2 separate regions of the Mus musculus genome follow, and region 2 is linked to region 1. The links are chromatin contacts, called in public HiChIP or PLAC-seq maps. All regions are on one chromosome and are shown on one strand. Each heading gives the region's core, a stretch centred on a gene start, on an enhancer-like site or on the middle of the called end of the contact. The rest is flanking DNA. Distances are from core to core; before and after follow the strand shown.

Region 1 (2,865 bases), core at 95-2,594:
CATCCAGGTGGGGTGCCTGAGAGCAAAGGTGGAGGAGTACCTACACCATAGAGCATCCAGCCCAGTGTCAGTCAGGCTTTCCACTCTGGCCTCTCCACTCACATTCCATTCCCATCTCACCCACAAGTGGGGCTGGGATCAGGCCCATGGCTGGCAGGAACTGGACAAGACCTGTCAATGTCCCAAAGAAGTGTCCAACCTGTGAACTGGAAGGAACTCTGAATTCTTATTGTCCCCTGACCTGGAAGAATGAAGTCTCAGGGTCCCAGATGGTTCTGTAAGACAATTGTTGATCCTAAACCCATTCTTAAGACCTTTGGGGATAAGAGGAGTAAAACACAGCTTCACTTTGCGCAGCCCCAAAGCAAACTGCCCACTGTGCTGGGGCCTATGGAGACAGCAGACCAGACTAGCTGGCCTTCTAGCCATAATGAAAAGAACTACCTCCATCATGGGAGAGCACCCGGAATACAGGAGCCCACAGAAGACAGCAAGACCGTTACACAAAACTACTTACTCTTAAACACAATGTGAGAAACTCATTGCTCACTACAAGATGTGGATCTGAGGGTTCTGACCAGCCTTACAGAATTTAGGGGCACGCCTCAAGTCTGAGATCTCTGGTTACTTAAGCTAATGTTAAAGGGACATTTAGCTCTAAGCTATTCTTACAAGGCAAGTCTCATGTCCTGCAGAGGTACGTGGGGGCCAAGTACCTCACCAGGATTACAGGGGGTCAGTACTAAGGAGGGGAGGGAAGGAAGGGGGATGAAGCTGAGGGCAATCTAGAATCCCTGCTGCAAGGGAGGAACACACCTATTTTGATGCCGACAGGCTGTGCACAACACAGGTGTGTGTTCACTCACAAGTATGTACACATACAACAGTAGCCTTGCGCATGCACTGCCCTCGGGAACATGGAACAGGGCCTGAGCTTCAGCTTACTCCAGCCAGAACAGTCTCCATGATGGTGGAAAGAAGATAACCAGCATCTGGGGAGGCGGAGTCAGCTGTATTTGACCCCAGAATCTCATGATTTCACGCAGTTCCTCTGGGGCCTCACACTCAAGTAACCTGCCTCAGCCACTCCTGTCTCCACCTCCTCTTCCTCATAACAAGACAGAAGCGGCTGCACCTGGAGCACCCACCCCTCTGTAAAGGGGAGTTTATCTCATGCCCACATAACCGTAATTACTTGTGAGCCTCTGATTATAGTACAACTTGCTGGATTAGCTCACCGGATTAGCAGCTCAGGTAACATTCATTTGACTGGGAAAACCCATGACTCAGCTATCTTTTGGGTAAATAATTTAACAGTGAGCCCAGCGGAGTATTCTCCACAGATCAGCCTCAGAGGTGCCTGCCAACCAGCTCTCTGTCTGTTAAGCCAGAGTGATTGGAGGATCAGCCCACCAGCAAACTGCTGCCCCTGGATATTGCAAAGCCTTCAGAGCCGGCCAGGTGCCCCAGGTAAGAACTGTCCCTTGTACCCATACAACAGGACCCAGAAAAGGTGGCTTAATGGGCAGAAATAGGAACCTAGATTGCCATTTCTCTGGGGATTGTTCAGATACAAGGCAGGTGATACTTATAGTCCTTCCTCCACACATCTGAGCCCCTAGACACTTGGGGTGAGCCTCAGAGTGTTCAATGACCCTTATGTATCATTGTTTTTATAATGTTACTCAAGAGCTAGAATGCCTGCTAGACAACCACCCTACCAGGGAAGCTGCTATCCCAGTACCCAGGCCAAGCACAATTGGCTCCAACAGTCACCACCATGTCCTGGGTTGCAAGAGAACAGAGAGTGTTTGATTAATATTACAAACAAGCACTTTGGAACCTGTAAACAGGACCAAGGCCATCACGTGGTCAGCACAGCCTGAGAATTTTTCAGTACCACAGCAAGGTCAGAAGGGGCTAGGACAGCCAGGCCAAAGGTGGACATCTGTGAAGCAGTGTGCTTGTTCGGTGTACTTGAGCCTCTGAGAAGAGATTCAGCACTTGGCATAATGGGCACACTGGTTCCACAGCACACTAGTGCCTGGTGAGACACATTCTAAACTCATGAAGAAGGCTATCAGAGACCAAGGGCCCTAGCACACACAATATACAAGGTCTTCTGCCAACCTCCAGGTCCATGGTGTTCACAGGAGAACAGGTGATGGCTTGTGAGAACTCATGTAGAAGTTGGGTGTCTGGCAGAGACCCTTGCCAGACTGGGTGGGTGGGTGGGTGGGTGGGTGGGTGGGAAGAGGTTGGAGTTCAAGTTCAAGATGCATCTGCCTCTACTGTCATTGTGGCTTGGGCATATGTGGGCTGGTGGAGGCCTAGTCTAGCCCTTGTAGGTGATCTTCAGAATGCTTTAGACAGCAGACTTCACATAGGGGCTGAGTTAAGTAGACCACAGAGCACTGCTGGGGTTGAAGCTAGGTCAAATGTCTCCCTGAGGCATGCTGCTGCCATAAACACCTCTCACAATAAAACTAGCATCTTGGAGCTCAAGGCCTTATATTCACCCACACAGAAGTACAACCTCACGTCAGTAGGACAGGCTCTGATATCTGATGTCTGTGTTTGGGTGGACAAAAACTCACTGTGAAGCTGGCTCCTGGGCTCTGAGGGCCTAGACACCTAACCATGCCCATTCCCCCTTGCAGATAAGCCAAAGAGCCTGGTGTGACAGGATGGATGCTTCTCCTGAGCCCCAACAGAAGGGTGGGACACTGGTACTGGTCCGACGGCAGCCCCCTGTGTCCCAGGGCTTGCTGGAAACACTGAAGGCCAGGCTGAAGAAGAGCTGCACCTGCAGTATGCCATGTGCTCAGGCTCTGGTGCAGGGTCTGTTTCCTGCCATACACTGGC
Region 2 (2,865 bases), core at 215-2,714, 1.4 Mb before region 1:
GCCATTAGAAGTTTGGTCAGAAATGTTTTTGAGAAACACTGAGTTTTCCCTTGTGCACCACTGTTAGATTAGACTTCTGAATGTGTCCCATTGTATGATGTTTCTGCTGACTTAATAGTTTCTTTATCTTTCGGCTGACTTCATAGATGCCCTCATCTTCCTTTTCCCTCGTGTAAATCATGTACAAGATGGTATTCTTAAGAATCTTACTTAGCCAGCGCTTGGGAGGCAGAGGCAGGCGGATTTCTGAGTTCAAGGCCAGCCTGGTCTACAAAGTGAGTTCCAGGACAGCCAGGCCTATACAGAGAAAAAAAAAAGCCTAAGAAGGTGTCCTAAGGGAAGCACACCCTCCTGCTAAGCCTTCAACCAATGGAAGAAGTAGGCAAAGTGATTCCTAGATCCAGGAAGGAAATTCATATAAAACCTGCTACAACTGTAGTCCAAGGTGGCATGGTCCATCCCAATTTAGAACCCAAACCTTGCAGGATCACCCAAGTTCTGGAAACAAGATGTAAGGTCCTAGATTCTTCCCCTGTGGTTTCAGTTCATCACTGTTTCAGCCATCTATGTTTAGCAGAGTCAAAGTCCCAGTGAGGGAGGATGCTGTGAGAGTGCGTTGTATGAATCTGTGAGGATAAAGCCTGAGTTGCATTCTGACACCAGGACATATTGAGATACCTAAGCTAGGAGACACCTGCCATGGAGAGCGGCATAGAGAGAGTGCAAGTAACTAAACTGAGAGATGTATGAGAAGTTTCAGGGATAGGGCCATCTAAGCCTTTTGAGACTGAGTCCCCTTGTGTCTGAGACAGAGCTACAGGATGTGGTGTGTGTCCTGCTGGGTTTTCTGCCTTGGTCCAGTCTTCCCACACTATGTACACATTCCTCTCTATTGGATGGGAGGGGGCATTCTGTGCCTTTGTATGTTGGGAAGATATAACTTACGTTTTGATTTTTTACAAGATGTGGCAATCAAGAGTGTCAGAAGAGACTTTGGACATCTGAACAGTGTATGGGTTGCTGCAGACTCTTAAGATCATTGAAGTTAAACGAAATACATTTTCATCATGGATGGCCATGAGCCTATAGTGACCAGGGTTAGAATGTAGCTGATTGAGTCAGAGAGCTCCCAGATATAATGTTGTCTATGAACACTTGTCTCTTTTTTTTGTGGCTTTCTTTGAGGAGCTTATAATGTTAGGGTCCAAGAATCACTGAAGGAAGACCCCAGACTCAAATAGTATGCAAAAGCAAAGAGCATTTTATTCTGCAGAATTCTATCATGCAGGATGGGGACAGACTTGTGAGCTTTGCAAGCTCCATTTAAACCCGATTAGGGGAATTCCAGGGAGGAGTAGGTGACTTTTATCCCGATTGTTTGACTCAATCCCCAGGGGGTGTGTGTGTCTTTGGGATTGGTCAAGGTTCTAGAGAATTTAGGGGATGTTCTGGAACCATTGCTCGTTAACTATTCTTGGCTCAGGCTTGGCTCATGCCTGATGGCAGGGGCAGCTCCTGGCTGCTCATGATTGGGGGAGGGGTCGTTTTCCTGGAATTGACTTGTTTGGACTTTTCCAGTTCTGGGAAGCAGAAACTTAGGCCTAGTCTCCCAAATTGTCAGTTTGCAGCCTGTCATGGAGTCAGCCTGGCTCTGGCCAATACAGTCTTTTCATTAGAAGCTTTCCTAGGAGCCAGGTGTGGTGGCGCACGCCTTTAATCCCAGCACTTGGGAGGCAGAGGCAGGCGGATTTCTGAGTTCGAGGCCAGCCTGGTCTACAAAGTGAGTTCCAGGACAGCCAGAGGTACGCAGAGAAACCAAAAAAAAAAAAAAAAAAAAAAAAAGAAGCTTTCCTAGGAGGGACCTTTGTAGATTCTTTATTGGGGATGAGATTTGAGTGTCTATAGTTTCAACCCATTTCCTGGTGTGTGTGTGTGTGTGTATGCGCGTGCATGTGCGTCCGTACTGTGTTGTGGTTGAACCTGATCAGTCAGCTTCATTCTCATGTTGTCTTGCTTTTACCATTATAGACTCTATCCCTAAATTTACATGAGATGCAGTTGAAGCAGTTGTTATTCAATGCTAAACTATTTTGTGAACCTGGTGTTTTTATATTTTTAATTTTGTTGTTTTGGCTTTGGTTTTTAAAGACAAAGTTTCTCTATGTAGCCCTGGCTGTCCTGAAAGTAGATGTGTAGAACAATCAAGGCTCAAACTTAAAGGTCCACCTGACTCTGGCTCCTAAGTGCTGGGATTAAATGTGGGCCAACATGCCTGGCTTTTTCTTTCTTTGTTTGTTTTTATATCATTAACTGATGGGCTTGCAATGTAGATTTTGGTACATGTCAAGCATGTGCTGTTGTGTTGATCTTCATGCACGTTGTGAATTTTGACATTTGGCAGAGAGAATTTTCTGTTTCTCAGGATGGGGAGTATTCATGACATTGATACTGCCTGAGCTTTACTGCCTGAGCTTTCTGAGTCATTGGATTGCAGGTGCATAGCATTCTTCCTACCTGTTGTGGTTGTTTTGATTTTTTTGAATGAATGAGTATTTTGCCTGTGTGCATGAATATGCACATTATGTATACCTGGTCCCCATAATAGTCAGAAAATGGCTTCAGAATTTCTGAACTTGGATAGTTGTGAAGCCCTGGCACACAAGTACTGGTAATTGAGTTCAGTTATTTGCAAGACCAGTAAGAGCTCTTCACTGGTGAGCCATCTCTTCTCCCATATATTGCTGATTTAGGATCAATGTTTACATTGCCAATATTTTCCTTTTTTTTTTTTTTTTTTTTTTTTTTTTTTTTGAGACAGGGTTTCTCTGTATAGCCCTGGCTGTCCTGGAACTCACTTTGTAGACC

The links. HiChIP or PLAC-seq counts read pairs in DNA pulled down with a chosen protein or histone mark.
Region 2: an H3K27ac HiChIP or PLAC-seq map of embryonic stem cells shows a contact between it and region 1, with 4 times the contacts expected there. The contact joins the enhancer-like site here to the promoter of Slc26a1 in region 1. A contact is called at or near these places in 5 of 39 promoter capture datasets (cranial neural crest, hippocampal neurons, liver and 1 more), 1 of 484 Hi-C or Micro-C datasets (frontal cortex) and 2 of 115 datasets of contacts at active chromatin or transcription factors (both in embryonic stem cells).

Annotation. Positions count from the first base shown.
Region 1 is chr5:108,673,844-108,676,708 of GRCm38.p6, reverse strand. Slc26a1 (solute carrier family 26 (sulfate transporter), member 1) reads left to right here and starts at 1,344. Exons shown (of 3, transcript NM_174870.4): 1 at 1,344-1,470; 2 at 2,661-2,865. The coding sequence starts at 2,688. The region is part of intron 3 of Idua (iduronidase, alpha-L); the gene reads right to left.
Region 2 is chr5:110,081,785-110,084,649 of GRCm38.p6, reverse strand. The region is part of intron 2 of Gm35315 (zinc finger protein 431-like); the gene reads left to right. Among named protein-coding and RNA genes, the nearest start is that of Gm35315, 12 kb to the left of the region's middle. Within about 2 kb of position 1,464, at least 4 of the 459 cell types and tissues checked have an H3K27ac peak or open chromatin away from gene starts, as enhancers often do. A contact at or near this core is called in embryonic stem cells, where this site is marked.